Regions from separate parts of the Oryctolagus cuniculus genome. Here region 2 is linked to region 1. The links are chromatin contacts, called in public Micro-C maps. All regions are on one chromosome and are shown on one strand. Each heading gives the region's core, a stretch centred on a gene start, on an enhancer-like site or on the middle of the called end of the contact. The rest is flanking DNA. Distances are from core to core; before and after follow the strand shown. Region 1 overlaps PTPRE (protein tyrosine phosphatase receptor type E). Region 2 holds the start of PTPRE (protein tyrosine phosphatase receptor type E).

What was found. A called contact is a pair of places that touch in the nucleus more often than the background predicts.
Region 2: a contact with region 1 is called in a Micro-C map of ear pinna, with 14 times the contacts expected there. The contact joins the promoter of PTPRE here to the enhancer-like site in region 1. A contact is called at or near these places in 3 of 6 Hi-C or Micro-C datasets (ear pinna, psoas muscle and an unstated tissue).

What each region holds. Positions count from the first base shown.
Region 1 is chr15:3,924,898-3,927,846 of mOryCun1.1, reverse strand. The region is part of intron 2 of PTPRE (protein tyrosine phosphatase receptor type E); the gene reads left to right. Among named protein-coding and RNA genes, the nearest start is that of PTPRE, 93 kb to the left of the region's middle. Within about 2 kb of position 1,511, at least 1 of the 8 cell types and tissues checked has an H3K27ac peak or open chromatin away from gene starts, as enhancers often do.
Region 2 is chr15:4,017,748-4,020,696 of mOryCun1.1, reverse strand. PTPRE (protein tyrosine phosphatase receptor type E) reads left to right here and starts at 1,482. Exons shown (of 21, transcript XM_051833517.2): 1 at 1,482-1,700.

The DNA.
Region 1 (2,949 bases), core at 262-2,761:
CGGGCCACCCCGAATTTGGGGAAGGGGGGAAATGCAGATGCCACGTGTGGGCAGTGGCCCTGGATCCCAGGGCTGTGCTACAGGGACAGCAGCTGGAGTTGGGCAGACGCTGTAAAGAACTCAGTCATTTGCATTTTTAAGACCCACGAGTGAAGGGGGAGGGGTTACCTAGCAGGCCACTGTTCGGGTGAGTTTCCCCCTAAAAGGACAAGCGTTCTCCCCAGCCTCGGGGTCGTGGCTCACCACGTCCCTGGCTCACAGGCAGGTGCACACGTAGACTCCATGGTCCAAGCCGCTTTGGAGAGGGAAGCGGGTGCAGCCGCCGATCGCACTGAGCAAACAGCCTTGAACTGATCGGTCCCCGGCAGACGGGGGCTCACGGTCCCTGACCCTAGAGCCTGCCAGGATGCCGAGGGCCCTTCACCCCGAGCCCCTCAGGGCAGCCCTCAGCCCCTGGTGCACCAGGCCAGCCCCTCTTGCCAGTCTCAGCCGGCCGGTTTGCAGTACTGATGCACATTGGCCTGCTGGTTCCTGGCCCCATGTGTCTGCACCCCAGAAGGGGACTCCCCCTTTTACAGGTGCTGAGCCCCTGCACACTGAGCGTGGCACCGCTGGGGGTGTGCAGCCGGTTCCCAGTTCTGCTATCAGGAGCAGAGAACGGCTTGGCCTGGGCCACTGACGCTTTCCCCTGGAGAATGAAAAGGCTGTTCTCCTCCCTGGGCACAGGAACCCTCCCCTCCTCAGGGAAGGGGCCCTGCTGTCCCCAGCTCAGGCACTGGCCAGCCTGCTCTGCCTCCAAGGACCCCCCCTTCCTTCCTCGCTGCCTCTTTGCCTCTCTCTTTCCCCTCTCCCCACGCCTCCTCCCTGCAGTGGCTCCCAGCTCATCAGCCGGTTTGTTCAGCAGCGAAACTGACCCCTTAGGCCACAGACAGGCGGCAGGCAGGTGTCCCGGAGACAGCTCTGCCCCCAGCACAGTGCCTGCCTTAAGTTGCCGTCCTGTGAGCTGTCTTCAGAATAATTGATTTTGCTGTGCGTGGAGGGATGGATGCCGTGGGGAGAAAGCCAGTCTCCTGGCTCGCAGCGTCCGTGTGGGGGTGAGTCCTTGCCCTCCTTGCAGGCCAGGAGATGCCATTCAGCGGTGCAGCTTGCTGACCGAGGCAGAGGTCACGGAGGTGAATGGGTGTGAGGGTTGCTAATTAATCACTCTCAACATAGCAAGGGAATGGAGAAAAAAACATGGTTGGAAAATAAATGATCTGGCACGAGTGACGTCCTTATGTGGGGAAGGGAGGAAATGCAGATGCCACGTGTGGGCAGTGACCCTGGAAAGATGCCCCCCTCTGGAGTGTGACCTTGAGACATGCAGTTACGAAGGTTCTAGGCCGGGGCCTGGGAGCGCCAGCCAGAGCAGTGGACCTCTCTATGGCTTCCCCAATGGCGCCACCTGCTGGTCATCTCCGACATGGTCAAGCGTGGCGCATGCGCCGAAGCAGCACACACAGGGAACATACCCCAGACAGTCCCGTGGCTTGTACCCAGCCTCAGCAGGTGCTTAGCAACTGTGGATGCTTGAACATGCAGGTGCAGAGGTGGCGCCCTGAGCTTGCAGGGTGCAGCGTTGCTGTCCCTCTCCTGCCAGGTCAGAGCATAGCATGGGCCAGTATGGTCCAGCATGGTCTGCTCCTCAACCACCTGAATGGCGGGCCTGTGCTTCCGGCCATGGAGGAGAGAGGCTCTGGGAGGCAGGGGGACGAGGCCCAGCACCCAGACATGCGCCCCAGCCTGCCTCTCTCCCGTGGTGGGGATCTGTCCAGGCTCCTGGCTGCTCCTGGAGCCTCCCGGCCAGGTGCTGGGCTGAGTTCTGGAGAGCAGGAACCCCAAGGCCTTGTGGTCACTGGGAGAGCAGCAGCTCCCTGCCGATCATCCTAACTCCTCTGCCTGGGAGGCCTGACCTGGCCTCTTGGTGAGCCTGGACAGGGACAGATCCAGCATTACCCTTGCACTGCTGAAAAGCTCCGGTGAGAAATCTCCCCAGGACCCGGATCAGGAAGACCTGACCCAGCTCAGAGAACCTCTACCAGGACCCAGTCCGGAAGGAAGCCATGCCGCAACCTCCTCCCACAACGGCTGTCTGCTGGCTGGGATCCTTCTCGGCTCAGGAGTCAGCAGGGTGCACCTGCTGCCTGTGGCGTGGGAGGAGGCGTCACTGTGTGGGCATCACCACCTGTGGTGTGGGAGGAGGCATCACTGTGTGTGTGGGCATCACCACCTGTGCCATGGGAGGAGGCGTCACTGTGTGTGTGGGCATCACCACCTGTGGTGTGGGAGGAGGCGTCACTGTGTGGGCATCACCCCCTGTGACGTGGGAGGAGGCGTCACTGTGTGTGTGGGCATCACCACCTGTGACGTGGGAGGAGGCGTCACTGTGTGTGGGGGCATCACCACCTGTGGCGTGGGAGGAGGAGTCACTGTGTGTGGCATCACCACCTGTGACGTGGGAGGAGGCGTCACTGTGTGTGTGTGGGCATCACCACCTGTGACGTGGGAGGAGGCGTCACTGTGTGGGCATCACCCCCTGTGACGTGGGAGGAGGCGTCACTGTGTGTGTGGGCATCACCACCTGTGACGTGGGAGGAGGAGTCACTGTGTGTGGCATCACCACCTGTGACGTGGGAGGAGGCGTCACTGTGTGTGTGTGGGCATCACCACCTGTGACGTGGGAGGAGGCGTCACTGTGTGGGCATCACCACCTGTGACGTGGGAGGAGGCGTCACTGTGTGTGTGTGGGCATCACCACCTGTGACGTGGGAGGAGGCGTCACTGTGTGTGGCATCACCACCTGTGGCGTGGGAGGAGGCGTCACTGTGTGTGTGTGGGCATCACCACCTGTGGCGTGGGAGGAGGCGTCACTGTGTGTGTGTGGGCATCACCACCTGTGGTGTGGGAGGA
Region 2 (2,949 bases), core at 233-2,732, 93 kb before region 1:
AGAAGAGGACATGACAGACCCCAAAGCAGTAAATAAGCCCTTAATCCCATGCCAGGATGGGGACTGAGGAAGTGGCGGAGGCAGGGGTAGAGGGCCCGTGGTCCATCTTCCAGAGGCCAACAGTAAGGTGGAGCCCAGAGCAGCGCCCAGCAGATGCGGCTCAGCTCTGGCACTGGAAGGCATCGTGGCTGAAGCAGGTGCAGGGCGAGTCGGCCAGAGCCTCACAGCAGTTCGAGTTTGTGCTAAACGGACTTAACAGGAGGGCTCGTGTGACCTGGCTTTCAACTTTGCCAGGGTCTCCAGACGATGTGTGAAGGGGTTGTCTGGGAGGGCAGGTCTGAATCTGGGCACTGCAGTCAGTCAGCAGAGAGGTGAAGGCTGTGAGAGGAGAGGAGGCAGGCGGAAGACACCGGGAAGCTAGCCAGCAGCTGGACTTGGAGGAGGACCCGGCCGAGGCATGACTGCGCAGAATCGGAGCAGGAGCCAAGTGAGGTCTGAGAGGCAGGGGTGAGCCGGCAGGAGCTGAGCCAGGAGGAGGGGTCCCGGGAGATAGCTCTCCAGAGCCATTTGCCCATGGCTGGGGTTTGGAGCTCTGGGGTCAGGCAAGGTCCCAGGGACAGGTGGGGGCAGGGAAGGCAGCCAAGCTGCGGTCCCCACTTGTGCCACAGCTCTGAGCACCCTGTGCAAGGGAGCCATGTGCTGGGCATGCCAACTGGGTGGTCTCAGCCAGTGGGTGCCCCTTGTTCCCCAGTCTCTGGGTCTGCAGCTGTGGCCAGAACAAGTGCCACACTTCTGAGAGTGGCCGGGGGCTCCAGGTGCGGCCAGGCTGGCCAACCTAGTACCACTTTACCGCCATTCAGACACTCAGCGACTCACCCATGAGGCTGAAGAGCCAGGTGGCCCCTGGGAAGGAAGTGTCCCTCAGCGGGGCTGGGCCTCCACCCAACCCACGGGGAGGACACAGGGGCTCAGGCCGAGTCTCAGCGGCACCCTAGTCCTTCACCCTGGAATGGACCTGGCTCCGAGCCTCCATAAAGGCTCCGGACCGAGTCTCCAGGACCAGCAGGCCTGGGCTCTCTCCCGGGCTCCTCACCCTGATTCCTTCTTTGGAAGCCACCAGATTTGCACCTCTCTCAGCTTCTCCAGATCACAGGTGGAACCCGGAGCCCCGCGTTCCCCTGGGGCCTCTGCGGGACCCTAGACAGGGTTCCCAGGAGGCGTGGGACAAGGCCGCATTTGTGCTCTCCATGCACCCTCAAACGCACCAGGGCCCAGGTGCCGGCCCCGGGTCTCCCCGGAAGGGACACAGCCCCAGCAAAGTGACGTCCTCCAGCGCCTAGGTGCGCCAGGGCCTCAGGCCCCGCCCCGCCCGGCAGGGCCACCGCCCCAGGAGGGGCGGGCGCGCGGGGTGCGCTCCCCACGCCGGGCACCAGGCGTCGCCGCCGCTCCTCGCAGCGCCAGGCCCCCGCCCCCGCCGCGGAGCCCGGGCCGCGCGCGAGCCCAGGAGGCGGCGGGACGCGGCCGCACAAATTTCCTGCTCGGCTGCGGGCGCCAGGACCCCGCTGGCTCCGCGCGTCCGCACGGGCCTCGCTCGCGCGCGGAGGGGACGGCCGGGCCCGCGGAGGGCTGCGGGCGGCCGCCCGGGAGATGCGGAGGCGCCGCGGCGGCGCGACCGGCGCGACTGGACCGGTGCCCCCGAGGTGAGCGGCGCGCGCGGGTGTGGGCGGGTGGCCGTGCGCCCCCGCGGGTGGACACAGCAGGCCCCGGCCGCGCGGCAGGAGGGAGGAGCCGCCGGGGCGCCGCGTCCCGAGCCGAGCGCCCGCGACTGGGGACCGCGCGACCGCTCCCACAGGGTCCCCGTCCCAGCGTGGCGACCACTGGGAGCTCTCGCTCCGTCTCAGCAAACCGGAGCAGAGCGTGCGAGGCTGCGGGCGACGGTGCGAGGGGGTACGGCGACAGGGGACGGATGTGGACGCCACGGAGCCGAGAGGGGCTGCGCACGCGGGGCTGGGAAGCGACTCCAGTTGCACTGACGCTGGGATGGGCGGGGGCGCCCTTGGGTTCCCTGAGGAGGGTGCTCCTGGGGGCCACGAGGTGAGCCCAGAGACCCCTGCGGGTGGCCCGGGGAATGGGGACGCTGTCTTAGTGTGCTGCGTGGGTAGTCGGGTCACTGGAGCCCAGCGCACTGTGCCAAGTCCCTGCTCCCTGGGGCCATCTGGGGCGAGCCCGCGGGTTCCCCCCTGCCCCGGATGGGGAGCCCGAGCCAGGCCGGGTGGACAAGGCACTGGACCTGACCTGAATCCCTTCCGGGCATGGTGGGCCCTTCCTGAAAGACTGGACAATGACACTTGCAGAATTGTGACCTGGATGGGTCTTGAGTTGCTGTCAGAGTCTCGATCTAGGAACCTCGGGGAAGAGCCTGTGGTTCAGAATCCCTGAGTGAATTCCAAGTTGAAGAAAGGCCAGAGTGTGGTTCTGTGTTCCAGAAACTGCCTTGTCTGTGTCCAGCAGCTCTGCTCTGGATGCGGGGCACCTGGAGGTCTTTGCAAAATAGGGACCTGTTTCCGTTTACACTGTGTGTGTGCGTACATACATGCATGCATATGTGTGTGCATGTGAGTGTGTGCACGTGTGATCGAGTATATGGGGGGCCCACTAAGCCAAAGGGGAGCATGAAATGATGAGGCGCAGGTGGCTGAGGCTACCACTAGGGTCCCTCGGCCTCATGGCTTTGTGTGGACGGTCCAGGGGTCTGAGTTTCCCAGCACAGGCTCTTGGCCTGCAAGGGGCAGAAGGCTACGTTGTGTGTGGAAGGGGCCTGGGAGGTGGGGGGTCTGTCGTCCATCAGAAGGACCTGAAACAGCTCTCAGCCCTGTCCCTGAACTTGACCTCTGGGGACAAGGTCTCTGCTCACTGGTGTGAGTGACGCCTGTGAATCTGCACCTCCCC